Linked DNA regions of Mus musculus: regions 2 and 3 are each linked to region 1. A link is a contact called in public HiChIP or PLAC-seq data. All regions are on one chromosome and are shown on one strand. Each heading gives the region's core, a stretch centred on a gene start, on an enhancer-like site or on the middle of the called end of the contact. The rest is flanking DNA. Distances are from core to core; before and after follow the strand shown.

What was found. HiChIP or PLAC-seq counts read pairs in DNA pulled down with a chosen protein or histone mark.
Region 2: a contact with region 1 is called in an H3K27ac HiChIP or PLAC-seq map of microglia, with 4 times the contacts expected there. The contact joins the enhancer-like site here to the promoter of Cd300c2 in region 1. A contact is called at or near these places in 2 of 39 promoter capture datasets (macrophages and neutrophils), 4 of 115 datasets of contacts at active chromatin or transcription factors (bone marrow-derived macrophages, embryonic stem cells and microglia) and 2 of 9 other capture datasets (macrophages and pancreatic islet).
Region 3: a contact with region 1 is called in an H3K4me3 HiChIP or PLAC-seq map of bone marrow-derived macrophages, with 2.7 times the contacts expected there. The contact joins the enhancer-like site here to the promoter of Cd300c2 in region 1. A contact is called at or near these places in 4 of 39 promoter capture datasets (the C10 cell line, embryonic stem cells, macrophages and 1 more), 1 of 484 Hi-C or Micro-C datasets (bone marrow-derived macrophages), 3 of 115 datasets of contacts at active chromatin or transcription factors (bone marrow-derived macrophages, embryonic stem cells and neural progenitor cells) and 3 of 9 other capture datasets (adipose tissue, liver and macrophages).

What each region holds. Positions count from the first base shown.
Region 1 is chr11:114,999,714-115,004,604 of GRCm38.p6, reverse strand. Cd300c2 (CD300C molecule 2) reads left to right here and starts at 2,725. Exons shown (of 4, transcript NM_134158.1): 1 at 2,725-3,118; 2 at 3,620-3,976. The coding sequence starts at 3,058. It also overlaps a transcript of Cd300ld4 not described here.
Region 2 is chr11:114,877,223-114,882,113 of GRCm38.p6, reverse strand. No RefSeq gene overlaps it. Among named protein-coding and RNA genes, the nearest start is that of Cd300a, 10 kb to the left of the region's middle. Within about 2 kb of position 2,278, at least 58 of the 459 cell types and tissues checked have an H3K27ac peak or open chromatin away from gene starts, as enhancers often do. A contact at or near this core is called in bone marrow-derived macrophages and microglia, where this site is marked.
Region 3 is chr11:115,069,403-115,074,293 of GRCm38.p6, reverse strand. No RefSeq gene overlaps it. Among named protein-coding and RNA genes, the nearest start is that of Cd300e, 9.8 kb to the right of the region's middle. Within about 2 kb of position 2,108, at least 139 of the 459 cell types and tissues checked have an H3K27ac peak or open chromatin away from gene starts, as enhancers often do. A contact at or near this core is called in adipose tissue, bone marrow-derived macrophages, macrophages and 2 more, where this site is marked.

The sequences.
Region 1 (4,891 bases), core at 1,476-3,975:
TGAGGTGGCTGCTTACATTGTGTCCACAAGTAGAAAGCAGAACGGGATGAACACTGGTGTTGAGTTCCTCCCTCCCTTCCCTCTGTTTATCCAGTCTGCCATCCAGCCCAGAGGAGGCCTCTGCCACCACCACTACCACCTCTCCCTGAGAGGGACCTGCCTCCCTCCTGCTCCTTGGAGAGGCCCTGATAGCAGCAGAAGACCCTGAGGACATACAAGGAGGTGCCACAGGTCCGGAGAAGCCCTACGAGGCACCTCCCACATGTGTCTGTACTGGTGGAGTTGCAGTGATCAGCACTTGGTGTGTCTACAAACTTCCTCTTCTGACATCTGAAGGTTCTTCCTCTTTGGGCTTCTTGCTTCTCACTGCAGGGTAGAGCTAGGCAAGAGGCATGAGCAGACCATTGTCTTCTCGGTTTCCTCTTTCCCCACAGCAATTGCATGTGTTTCTGTGGCTCTGTTTGTTTCTGTGGCCTGACATGTGTGGGTGAGTGTGAATCGGCCCCACTCATGGGGAAAGCGCTTGCAGTCCACTACCTACCTCTCTCTGACTCTTGCAGTAATGACCATCTTACATGTGCAGGCGAAGTCAGCTCTTGGGAGCTCACAGGAGAGCAAGACAGCAGAAGCCTGGAATCACAGCTTTGTACAGTATGGACCTCAGCAGACTTTTGCTGGACACAAAAGTAAGTTGCTAATTTTCCTGTCTCTGAAGCACGCTTTCAAATATATAGTCCTAGTTACTACAGCTATCATGAGCAAGGCACTAAGACCACCCAAAATGTGAGCCCTGCTTGAAGAGAACCTTGGGTTAGTGGACACACACACACTGCTTCCAGCTTTGTTCTGCTGCTCACTCTGAGAGGAGGGGAAACATTGAAACAAACTCCTTCCCAGAGCATCAGGATAGACACCTGCTTTGTCCATTTCCAAGTCCTGATTTCCAGTGTGTCCTTCCAGGCAGCTGTAACCTCAGTCAGTCTCCAGGGCACCATGTTGAATTTGCCAGAACCAAAGCCTCTGAGAGTCTCACCAAGCATTAGATGGCTGTAGGCATAGACGTGCTGGTTCTGAATATCCCACCCACTTACTGTATTAGGACACATTGAGAGCTCATTGGATACTGTGGTGGTTTGATAAGAATGACCTCCCACCCCTACACCCCCCAACCCTGCTCATTTATTCGAATGCTTCGTCACCAGGGAGTGGACAGGGTTTGAAGGAGGAGGAGGTGTGGCTTTTGGGGAAGAAGTGCATTACTCTGGGTGGGCTTAGAGGTTTAAAAAGCTCACACGCATCTCTCATCTGTCATCTTTCTTCTCTCCCTTCTTTCTCACCTCTCTCTGCCTTTCTCTCTCTACCTGAAAATCAGCATGTCACTCTCTGCTATGTCTCCAGCTCCAGACCTGCCATGTTTGCCACCATGCTGACCATGATAACAATGGACTCAGCCTCTGAGACTGCTACACCAGCCCTGGCTAAATGCTTTCTCTTATACTAGCTGCTGTGGTCATGGTGTCTCCTCGCAGCAAGAGAACAGTGAGTAGACACAGATAGCAAGCATGACCATGTCTTAGAGTCCCATAATGAATGCACAAAGCACTTTCTGAGCTCTTGTTGATCTGATATTCTGTAGAGCATAAAGAAACAGTGGACATGGAAAAATGCAGGCAGATACCCTGATGGTCAGTCAGTGAGAGCCAAGAAAATGATACAGTGAGAGAACATCTGTATTCTGTGTTAGTAGGGAGAACATCTGCATTCTGTGTCAATGGGGATTGGAGTGAGTGACATAAGACTGGATACCCAGAGGAGAGTCTAAACCCAGGGAATCTTAAGGGCAAAAGGTCTCCCCCAAATGTCACCACAGCCTGCAGATATTGCTGTAGATCAGAGGGGTGTAGGTACCTCTATGGTCAGGCAGGTCACCAGGCTCTTGGATTCCGTCTTTTCCATCTTCTCCAACATGAAAGGGAAGGGGATGGCCAGCACTGGGAAACTGAGTCATCAGAAAGGAGTGATCTGAGGTCATTCTTTCATTCTACCACACAACACCTACTCGAAATCATGCCCATGTCTAGGTATGGGGCCCAGAGACTCAAGAAGACAGAGCTGCCATGCATGATGGCTCCCATCTAGGCCTGGCACTCAAGGGATGGGAGATTTCTCTGAGTTCAAGGTTAGCTTCAGCTAAATACTGCATTCAAGCCCAGGTTGGGCTGCAGTGTGAGATACTGTCTCAAATAATCAGGGCTGTGGATGCATCTTAGTCAGCAGAGAGCTTGTCTGGCATGCGTAGAGCCCTGGGTTCAGCATGGATGGGCTGTGGTGACAAACACCTTACACTGCTGGACTCAGGAGATGGAGGTAGGAGAATCAGTTCAAGGTCCTCCTTGGCTACATAGAGGCCATCCTGGGCTAGATATGCTGCCACAGACAAACAGCACCCCAAACAGAATAAGACGGAAGAAAAGAAAGCTGTGACCTACAGCTCTGTACTCTTTTGGAGGATACAGCACTCAGATAAACTCTCATTAAGGGATAGGGTCACAGCATGACCTTGATCAGTAGTGTAAACCTGGAAACAGTTCTAGGGACGCCATGGACAAATAGTGCCCTATAATCTGCATTTTGAAGGAGATGGTTCCTCTGTGGTCACAGAGCTAGAGCAACAGAAGGGAAGCTTTTCAATCCACTCAGGAAGTGTGTGTCGCAGAGGGTGGACAACCTGACCGGAAATGGAAATGCCCCTCCAGGGCTCTGGCAGGAGCAGGGAAGCCCTCGGGTAAGGGCTAGGTGACAGATGGCACCCTCAATCCACAGCAGTGGTTGTCCCCACTTATTCTGTGTGGTAGGAACCAAAGCCTCTAAGGCCTGGAGTATTAACAGAGCCCTTCCTGCTACTGTTCATCTGGAGCCTCACGTAAGAGCACGAGACCAGGAAGCAGAGGACAGAAAGGAGAACTAGGCAAGAGAACATTCTACTGTCTAGACTGAGACAGATCCTTCTCCACTCTTGGCCCTGATGTGGGCACAGGTGACAGCGGAGCTGAAGAAATGATTCCCAGAGTAATAAGATTGTGGCTGCCTTCAGCTCTGTTCCTCTCTCAGGTCCCAGGTGAGCATGAGCAGATGTGTAGGGTGTAAGCTTTGAAAGGAGAACTCCTGCTGTAAGTCTGACAGGAGGGGAGAGGGATGGGGAGGGGGAGAGGGAGAAGGGGGGGAAGGGGAGGGGGAGAGAGTGAGGGAGAGGCCAGCACAGGCAGAAGGGTCTAGAGAGAATCAGGAGGGTAGGGCTGGGGTTGGGTGGGGCCCAGGACCATCAGCATCTGCTCCCCAGGTACTGCCAGGTTTCTGTGCACAATACAGTCATGTCTACCACACCTGAGGCAGATTCAGGACAACTGGGAGGGTCACCTGTGACAGTCAGTGCCATAATCACATAATCTCTATTTATTTTATAATCTCTCTATGACCTCAGTCCTGACTCCTGCTCTGACAAAGCCTGTCTCCTTTCTCACTCTTTCCTAGAGACCAGAGGGTTTTTAAGAACTGACCAAAGGGAGGACTTACTCCCATCCAGCTGTCAGGGTGCAGAATTGAAGTTACTCTTTTCCAGGCTGTGTCCCACTGCATGGCCCCAGCACTATCACAGGCGCTGTTGGGGAATCGCTCAGTGTGTCATGTCAATACGAGGAGAAATTCAAGACTAAGGACAAATTCTGGTGCAGAGGGTCACTGAAGGTACTCTGTAAAGATATTGTCAAGACCAGCAGCTCAGAAGAAGTTAGGAATGGCCGAGTGACCATCAGGGACCATCCAGACAACCTCACCTTCACAGTGACCTATGAGAGCCTCACCCTGGAGGATGCAGACACCTACATGTGTGCGGTGGATATATCACTTTTTGATGGCTCCTTGGGGTTCGATAAGTACTTCAAGATTGAGTTGTCTGTGGTTCCAAGTGAGGACCCAGGTAAGTCCCCATAATGAGCATTGTAGCATCAAGACAGCTGAAAGTGGCAGGAATTTCTGGAGGAGGAATTCAGCTCAGAGCCTGGGAGTACATTATGTGTGATGAGGGGCAGATAGGGACAGAGCAACAGCCAGGGAGGCATCCTGGAGTAACTGCTTCTTGTAAGGGGGAAGGTGCTGGTCTGTCAGGGGACATGGGGAAGAGAGAGCAGAGTGTGGCCAGGGGACAGAGATCTGTATCCTGTGGGAGTGAACCATGGAAACCAGAGTTCATGGGTGTTCTGGGTGCTGAGCAGAGGTCAATAGGGGACAGATGGTGACAGTGCTTTGTTCAAAGAGAGCTTTCACTGGTGACATGCCAGCTTTGCAGTTAGCTGTCTCTGGCAGCCTATGACTGAGGCTGAAGGGGAGCAGACCTGGTGTGTGGTTTTGCCTCAGGAGGGTTGGGGTGGCAGCTCTGTCGTGTGTGCAAATGATCAGCTGATTTAGGAGGATCCCCCGACCTGATCCTTCCTTTGGTGCAAAATCAGCTCAAAACCAACCCATTGGCTGCTGATCAGGGTGGTGTATGCCTGAGATCTTAGCACTCAGGAGGTGGAGGCAGGAAGATCACAAGTTCAGGACAACCAGGGCTATAAACTCCCTATCAAGACCCTGTCTCAAAAAGTAAAAGAAAGAAAAGGAAGGAATGAAGGGAAGGAGGAAGGAAGGGGGAGGGGAGGGAGAAAGGGAGAGAAAAAAGAGGGAGGGAGGGAAGGAGGGAAGGAGGGAAGGGGGGAAGGAGGGAGGAAGACAAGAAGAAAAGGAAAAGGAGGAAAAAGGGGAAGGAGTAAAGTAGGAAGGGAGGGAAGGAGGGAGGGAGGAAGGAAGAGAAGGAGGAACAACAACAACAAAAAAAAAACCAGAGTGCACTCTC
Region 2 (4,891 bases), core at 1,029-3,528, 120 kb after region 1:
TGTGTGTGTGTGTGTTTCCAGGACTCTTCCTTGGCAGAGCAAGCTCCTTTTAGATCACCACCAACCAACCAAAGCACGAAGCCACCAAAGCCCAACTTGGAGATGCTGAAAGGTCGCTTATAGGAGCCTCTGTGATCCCAAAACAGTCACATCACTGGAAAGGATCTTAGAGGACTTTCCCATGGCTGCATAGATGGAGCCCCTACCCCTTGCCTGCACACTCTAGCTCCTCCAGAGACCACCAGGCCATATGCAGTTAGGGAAGAATTAAACCCAAATGGCTGGAAATGAAGGCCAATGAACCTAAACCTACACACACACACACACACACACACACACATATTTCTATGAGGAAATATCAGCCATTAATAGCTCAATGTTTTTAAATCTTATTTTATTCACTTATTTTATTTTTATTTTTAAGACAGTGTCTCATATGTAGCCCTGGCCAGCCTGAAACTCACCATGTAGATTGGGTTTGCCCTAAACTCAGAGAAATCTACCTGGCTCTGCCATCCAAGTTCTGGGAGTAAAAGTATTCTCCAGCACATCGGGCTAACAGCCTCCTCTTGAGAGTCTCTTACAATAGGCCCAGCTGCTGTGAAGACTGCTGCTGCTATATGCAGAAGATCACATGGTTCAGCACCACCCCAGATATGGACCTAAAGATTCAGGGAGGAGGAAGAGAATGAACAGGAACTGGGCCTAAACATAATGAGGCTGGGGTAGATCAGATGGCTAAACCCAGAAACCGACAAGTAACACCATGAGCATTACCTGGGAAGATTTATCTGTTCCCATGTGATTCCCAAGGGAGCCAGGGTCCAGTGACTACAATTCAGGACATCGCCACTGGCTGTAGAGTCTGTAGAGTCCACAGCTCGAAAGAGAAAAAACAAAAAGACAAGAACAAAAAAAGAAAAGAGATTTCTGCCAGATGTGGGACAGCAGGTCTTTAATCCTACCCAGGGGGAGGCAGAGGCAGAGGCAGAGGCAGAGGCAGAGGCAGAGGCAGAGGCAGAGGCAGAGGCAGAGGCAGAGGCAGAGGAAGGTGGATCTCATGAGTTTGAGGGCAGCCTGATCTATCTATTGAGAGCTGCAATGTGTGAGACCCTGTCTCAAAAAGGGGGTGGGGAACAGAGAGAGGGGAGGGGAAGAGGAAGGGGAAATGAGAGGGGAAGAGAAGGGGAGAGGAGGGGAGGGGAAGGGGAGAAGAAGGGGAAGGGAAGGAAAGGGGCTTTTCTTGGGCCCTAGGTGAGACCCCAGAAAGCCACAAGCAGTCCTTGTCGCCATCTGCTGGTCAACTCTGAGAAAGCAGAAACTTTTGTATAGGAACTGCAGTTGTATCCAGGGGTACAGCATTGATGACCCCAGCATCCTCCACTCCCACCTCCTGCCTGACCCCAGGAGCATCAAACACTGGAAAGAGGACCTGAGACCTCCTAAGGGGCAGTTAAGAAAGACTATGTGAGAAGAGTCTTCCAGCCCAGCCAGAAGGGAGCTGGAACACTGAGGTCTCTCTGAATGACACTGAGAGACACTTGGAGTCTCTCAGGTCCCTGCCTAGCAACCAGTGAAACCAAGGCTATTTGGGTCCCCAACAGGACCAGTATCTCTGTGACCCACCTAATGCTAGCTAGCTAGCTTCAGCCTTCTGGGGCAAGCAAAGCATTGGGCTGTCTTGCCTGCTGGACTGCTTTGGAAGAAGGGAGGGGCTGGGCTGCAGGTGCAGCACAGAGGGACACCTGCTCAACTGCCTGGAGGCCTGAGAAGGCAAATGAAGGAAGTGGACCACACTGCCCTGCCCCCTGGGCAAGACTTGATTTGGCCTTTCCCTATAAACTGGGTTCTGGGTCCAATACCTAACATCCTAAGGCTCCCAGCTTACAGGAATACTCACTCCTTAAGAATGTGTTTGGGGGACTGGAGAAATGGCTCAGCAGTTAGGAGCAGTAGCTACTCTTCCAAAGTACCTGGGTTCAATTCCCAACACCTACATGGCAGCTCACAACTGTCTGTAACTCTGTCTAGGGGATCCAACACCCCCCGCACAGATATATGTACACACAGGCAAAACACTAGTGCACATAAAATAAATCTAAAAAAGAGAGTGGGGGAGAATATGTGTTTGACTGCAGGGTAAGGGGGGGGGGGGCAAGGAGTCAACTTTAAATGCTGCTAAGGTTCCCCACTTTCAGAATGGAGAAGTGGCCCAGCTGGGCAGGGCTCTGTTGGGCAAAGCAGAACTCTACTTCCCAGTCTCACTGACCACACTGGCAAAAACCCAAATCCAGATTCACTTTCGAATCCTTTGGGGAGCTCTTAAAAAGTATCTGTGCCCAGGACTGGAGAGATGGCTCAGAGTTAAGTTGTTCTTACAGAGGTCCTGAATTCAATCCCCAGCAACCACATGGTGGCTCACAACTATCTGTAACGGGATCTGATTCCCTCTTCTGATGTGTGTGACACAGAGCATTCATGTACATAAGATAAATATATAATTTTTTTTTTAAATCTGTACCCAACCAGGTACAGGGTGGTAATTCCAGCAGCACTCAGAAGGCTGAGACAGGAGAGTCATGAGTTCAAGACCAGCTGGGGCTGCCTAGTACAAGTTCTAGGCCAACATGGGCTCCAAGAAATAAAACAAAACAACAAAAATAAGCGTCTAGCATTTTCCCAGGCATATGGTGCACACATATAATCCTAGCATATGGAAGTTAAAGCTAGGAAGATCAAGAGTTCAAGGCTATCCTCTGCTACATAGCAAGTGTGCAACCAGCCTGGGCTACATGAGACCCTGTCTCAGAAACAACCATAAGGGTATTTTTACCTTGGATTCCTTTGCATTCTTGGAAATTATTTTTTCCTTTTTTCTGAACAAGTGTTTATACTGGTGTGTGTGTGTGTGTGTGTGTGTGTGTGTGTGTGTGTGTGTGTGAGAGAGAGAGAGAGAGAGAGAGAGAGAGAGAGAGAGGAGGAGGAGGAGGAGGAGGAGGAGGAGGAGGAGGAGGAGGAGGAGGAGGAGGAGAGATGAGGAAAGTAAGCCACTTACACTTGGGCCAATCCCTACACAAATCACCTTAAGAACTGCTCCTGGAGGCTCTGACCTAATGGTTGTTCATGCCTAGGGACGGGGCCTGTGGCGTGGGGGCGGGGTGGGCGGGGCCTGTGGAGAGTAAGGGGGGTTTCAAATGGGACTCCTCGAACTCAGTTGTTAGTTCTAAGGCAGGGATCCCTCTCACTACCAGATCACCAAAATTCTCTCCACAGAAGGCAGGGGTCCCTAGAGGGAGGGTTTCACATGACAAAAATGTCTGAGCTTGTGGAACCTGGTGTACCAGCTACACCTTAGAACTACCGACAGGGCCAAGAGGCTAGTTCTAAAAATGGATAAACCAAAAAATAAATGAAAAGGGATAGAAGGCTTAGCCTAGGCTTTTGGGGTTTGTTTGACATGGTCTCACTATGTATTCCTGCCTAGTCTGCAATTTAATTTGTAGACCAGGCTGGTCTCACACTCACATAATTGCACCTGACTTTGCCTCCTGAGCGCTGGGATTAAAGATCTGCACCACCACACCCAGCATAGCCTAGGATTTTTAATCCCACCTGGTTTTGAATAAGCTGTGTGACCTTGGCTGAGTCTCTAACCTTGCTGAACCTTAGCTTTTCCTTCTACAGTAATGAGGCTCTGTCTATAGTAACCATAGTCCAGAAGGGTTTCTGGTTATTGCTATCTCTATTGCCTTTTTTATTTATAATTATTTAGTACGTGTGGTATGTACAGGTATGTATGGTCATGTGCATGTGTATGCAGGTGCATGTGCGTGTGCATGTGTGTGTGTGTGTGTGTCTTAGTGGGCTTTGCCATCTGTAATCTCAGGATTTTCCACCTGTCCACTTTGTTCGCTAAAATCACAATTCTGAGACTTGTTAAATATTTACAAATACCTAGACCAAAGCTGTACATGCTCTCTAACTAGCTCCTAACTGAATAACCCACTTATCCCATTCTATGTAAAGCACATGCCCAGTTAGTTACCTCTGCTCAGGTTCCACGCGTCTGTCCTCCTTAGGGTTGCCCGGGGCAAATCCTCCCACAAGCTTCTATTCCAGAACCCTTTCTTCCGACCGGAACTTCCACCTCCTATTTCCTGCCTCAGCTATAGGCCAATCGGCTCTTTATTGACAGGTGATCGCTTTTTCACATTGCATAAGATATCATCTCTCTGTATTTGTTTGCTTGCTTGCTTGCTTGCTTGCTTGCTTGCTTGCTTGTTTGAGACAGGGTTTCTCTGTGTAGCCTTGGCTGTCCTGGAACTCGCTCTGTAGGCTAGGTTGGCCTCGAACTCACAGAGTTCTACCTGCTTTTGCCTCGTGAATGCTGAGCTCCAAGGTTTGTGCCACCACGGATGGGCTACCATACCTATGTTTTTATGTGGGTTCTGGGGATGAAGCTTGGATTTTTCACGCTTGTTTGGTGAGCACTTTAGCAGCTGGGTCATCTCCTAACCCCCTCCATGGCCTTCAGTGCATAGCCCCTCCCCCCATGTTTACAGAGGTATGTGCAGTTGATCACAGTGAATGCCTCACCTTACCTGTTCAAAGTGGGCGGAGCCTCCTCCTTCCCCTCACTCTCTTGACCATCTGACCCCACACTTGGACACCAAGCCAAACAGCATTGCCAGGACACATCCCTGCAGGTCCACTGATCTAGCCTGAATCTGTGTGCCTCCACCAGGTGGCACTTGATACCCAACCTTGCTTATTTGTTTAACAAATGTTTCATGACTTCCCCTGTTATGCCAGGCTCTGGGCCCAAAGATGGGATCAGGATGGTGGAGATAAAAATACAGCAACTTCTCTTTTCCAGGAGTCCGCGGTGCAG
Region 3 (4,891 bases), core at 859-3,358, 70 kb before region 1:
CAGGCTCAACATGGGTAAAACCTTCCTCTGTGATTATAGATGATTGATCAGCGTGGATAAAAAACTAGCAACTGCAGCTTCCTTCTCCTCTCAGATGTTTACAGCCTGAGACTGCACCCCAACAGAGACCTCCTGGCAAGACTAGTTCCCCTGTGTTGTGCATAACAAACAACGCTGAAGTTCTGAGTTCCAACAGAAGGATGGGCCACTCCACCAGAGCGAACACACCCCAACATGACTGCAGGCTTTCTGAATGTGTGTCTGTCTGTGTATCTTTATGTCTGTGTGTCTGTGCATCTGTGTGTCTGTCCTCTCTGCATTCCCTCTCCAGCCCCAGCCAGAGTTCCAGGAATCAGACCAAGAGTGTCCTGGTAACAGAATAGAATGTGACCTTGGGTCAGAGAAGAGTGAATCTTGAAATAAGACTTAGCTGCTGTTAGTAGGAACTGTTTCTTGCGTTTGCGTATTTGTGCACACGAGCATTTGGTATGATTTGATCAACTAGAGGGAGGGCTGCACGCAAAGGCCTTCGCATCCCCGTTCTACAGTGGAAAAAAAGCAGTTTCCTGTCCCTACCTCACCTCTCACCCACCTGCTCACCCTGACGCTGTATTTACCAGGGCCTCCACTGAGATGGCATTTGAATAGATCCCTGAAGGTTTCATACCAGCAGATCCCAGGGTCTTTTTGCATATCTCCTTGGGTGCCCTCCCTCAGTCAGACTCTAGACTCATTGGCTCCGGTGGTTCTAGTGCCTGGTTCCCATCTTGGTTTGGTCACGTCCCCTTGCCTTACCGTGTGTCTCATGTTCAGTCTACATTTTCTTTCCCCCAGGGTTTTGCCCCTTTCTCCCTTTTCTTCCCCTATGCTCACTGGCTGCTTTCAGCCACTCTCAGGATTCTCAGCCCCTCTGCCCCTCCCCATGCTCGGGACCAGCTACTGCTTTTAGTCTCCGGTATCCCCCAGTTGCAAGGCTCTCCTGGGATAATAGTCAAACCACTTTCAGGTCTTCCTGGCATTTCATGCTCTTTTGAATTGAGACTCGGGAAGGGACGCCTTTCTCAGAGACACAGAAATCTGGGTCAAGTCAGTGGTTGTATTTTTATCCCTTAGGGAAAGCTGTGTGGAGGGAGCCACAAGACACAAGTAAGAGAGGCCTGGGTGGGGCTCTTTGGCTTGGTCCCCATGGTCCCCAAGCCTCAGCAGGATCCTTGGATGGTTTTTGATGAAGGTTTTCATGGTTTTTGAATTCTTCTAAAGCGAATCCCTATTTCCTTATGTGTGTTCTAGGTGAGTTTATGGTAGCTGTAAACAAAACAGTCCTGGCCATGATGGCCTCTAAGGGAACAGAGGTCCCACCCAGGCTTTGTCTGAAGCCAGTGGATGAGGGTGCCAGGGACTAAGCAGGGGTCCTGGTAAAGCAGTATGCGCTCTTAACCCCTGAGCATCTCTCCAGCCTCGGCAAAGGGGAGACTTTCCTTTCCTTTCCCTTACCCTTTCCCTTCCCCTTCCCCTTCCCCCTTCCCCCTTCCCTGCCCTTCCTCCTTCCCCCTTCCCCTCCCTTCCCCCTTCCCTTCCCTTCCCTTCCCCCTTCCCTTCCCCTTCCCCTTCCCTTCCCTTCCCTTCCCTTCCCCCTTCCCTTCCCCTTCCCCTTCCCCTTCCCTTCCCTTCCCTTCCCTTCCCTTCCCTTCCCTTCCCTTCCCTTCCCTTCCCTTCCCTTCCCTTCCCTTCCCTCCCCTCCCCTCCCCTCCCCTCCCCTCCCCTCCCCTCCCCTCCCCCTCTCCCAATCCCTTTCCCTCTCCCCCTCCCTCTCCCCCTCCTCTCTCTCATTCCCCCCTTCTCTCCCCTCTTTGTTTTTTCTCTGTGTAGCCCTGGCTGTCCTGGAATTTACTCTGTAGGCCAGGCTGGTCTCACAGAGATTCCCTCCTGCCTCTCCCTCTTGAGTGTTGGGATTAAAAGTGTGTGCCACTGTGCTGGGTCATGTGCAGATTTTTAACTGCATGATTTATTTGTAACGTTTTAGCAGGCATCTTGACCTACAGCCTAGATATCCACTTGAGGGAATGGACTTCCTGGGGACTTGCGGTCACAGCTGGCCGCAGGCCTGGGACAGGAAGGTGCCTGTTGGCAGCAGCAGCTGGGGCACAGCCCTCTGGTCAGCGGAGTGAGGCATGGAGGCAGAAGCCGAGTTTGAGAAGCTGGACTCCTGTTAGTCATTTATGGAAGCTGCCCCTCCTTCCCTTTCTTCCTCTCCCCCGCTTCTCATCCAACTCTTTTTTTTTTTATTCTCCTGCTCTTCTCTCCCCCTCTCCCCATGCCCCTTTCCTGTCTCCGAGACAGGCCAAGCATAACTACAGCTAACCACCAGGAGGGAATCTAGAAAAAATAAAAGTGACATCACATTAGTGACCATCCAGCAGGAAGTGGCAGCCCATGGCTCGATGACACAGCTGGCCATAAAATAGAGAACAGACAGCATGCTCCACCCAGGGAAACTTTGCCAAAGATCCTTCCAGTGACTTATTCTGCCTCTACCAAGCGATGTTCGGAGTGAGCCTCCAGCTTCCTCAGGAGCCTTTTCACTGTTCATTCGTTTTTCTGAAACCCAGAAGCTATCACACAGCTGCCCCGCCCCCACCCGCCATCATTTGATACCCGAATATACTCAGATTCTCTCTTTCCTCACTTTCTCTCTCGAAACGGACAGTCTGTTTTCCATGTAGACGAGGAAACAGGACTTGGTACATCTACCTGGAATACGCTCAGTGAAGGGGGCTGACGGAGCACTAGCCACTGTGTCTGGCAGGGGCGGTGTCTGGTGATTGATTAAATGTGACTGATGGAGATCTCTCCCGGGGCTGAGAACACGAGTCTCTCGAGATAGCAGGGAAGGGGAAAGCTAGCAACCTTGTAAATAAGAATGCTCTAGAAGGCTTGTCTGCAGTCCTGGGGTGGATTCTGAAGCTTGCTGTCTCTGCCACAGCTTTCTGTCTGAACATCCATCATTTGCCCCGAGGGCCAGGCACTATTCTTCCTGCTGTGAGGAGGGGTTAGTGGGGGTTGTCAGTAGATAAAGCTCTATTGTGTGTCTAGTTTGCTCTCCTGTTGTGCTTCGATCTTTGTCCTGACCAGAACCAGTTAGAGGAAGAAAGGCTTAATTCTTCCTCCAGTTTCAGGTCACAGGCTCTCACCGAGGGTGGTCAAGGCAGGGACTGCAGCAGAAAGCAGAAACCATGGAAGGACTGTTGCTTGTGTGCTTAGCTGGCTGCTTACAGAGTTCAGGACCAACTGCCCAGGATGGGCTCTCTTGTATCCATCGACAATCTGACAACCCACTCCCCCTGCCCCCAAGACAGCCGCAGGCCAATCTGCTTTGACTTGTCCTCCTCCATGACTCTTAGTTGTGTCAAGTTGATAATAAAAACCAACCAGGAGGCAGAGGTAGGTGAATCTGTGAGTTTCAGGCTAGCCTGGTCTACATAGTGAGTTCCCGGCTATCCAGGGGTACACAGTGAGATCCTGTCTCAAAACAGGGATTCTCTTGTCTTTGCCTCCTTGACACTGGGATTCCAAGACTGTACCTACCACTCTGCCTGGTATTTCATGTGCCCATTGATCAAAGTCAGGCCTCATGTTCATGCAGCAAGCACTTTACTGACTGTACCGTCTCTCCAGCCATGGACATTGCTGCTTCTCCATCAAAGCGCCTTGTATTCAACTTGTCAATCAACCGACCATGGATCTATTCATGGGCTTTTTACATGGCCATTGATCATTGTGTATCCTTGCTGATAGCTTTAGTGGAGCACAAGCCCATTAATGTGCTGTACTCTCTTCTCCAGCCATCCCAAAAGGTCCCAAGCTGCTCTGTGGCTATGGCTCACGTTGGTTTCTACCTTTATGCTTGGTTGAACCCCCACCCTTTACCCCACAAAGCCTTCTCTGCCTCACCACATATGGTCACACTGAAACTTCTGTAGCGTGAACCTGCAAACTGGACCTGGAAGGAATCAGACAATGAAGTGTTGGCCGATTCCTGACAATGATGACAGTGTGGTTCACTGAGACCCAACAATATAAGCTGTTTTCTGTTGTTCTATTGACCTGTAATGGAGAGACACAACCCTGAATTCAGAGCGCTTACAGAAAGGTTGGGGTAGGAGAGCCTGCTTGTCAATCTTCGAGGTTCTTGTTCAGCCATAGAATTTGTGAGTGAACTGGCTAATGGTGTGGGTGTGAAGGGTATGGGGTCAGCACTGGAACTCACTCTGTAGACCAGGCTAGCCTCAAACTCAGAAATCTGCCTGCCTCTGCCTCCCAAGTGCTAGGATTAAAGGTGTGCACCACTACTGAAGGGTGGTGGCTATTGGCTCTTATTCCAGTGTGATCAGCAGCTCCCTCAAGAGTATAGCTTTCTCCTGTGCAAAATGGGGATAATAATTGGTCCTTCTTTCAAGGTGGTTGTCAGGGACTACAGAGATGGCTCAGCGGTTAAGAACACTGGCTCCTCTTCCAAAGGTCCTGAGTTCAATTCCCAGCAACCACATGGCAGCCCATCTGTAATGGAATCCAATGCTCTCCTCCAGTGTGTTTAAAGACAGCTACAGTGTACTCATTTAGAAAAAAAGAAAAACCTGCTTTAAGGTGATTGTCTGCATGGGATGAGATAATAGATACAGTAGCAGTCTCTCAGCAAACAGGGGTCCTTATTATAATTACAACTATTATCATTGCTACTGTTATTTGAGATTTGAGACAAAGTCTTCCTATGTGGCCCTGACTGGCCTGGAACTTAATACATAGACCAGACTGACCTCAAACTCAAAGAGATCCACCTGCCTCTGCCCCTGAAGTGATGGGGTTAAAGTGTGTGAGTACTCCCAGCTCTCTG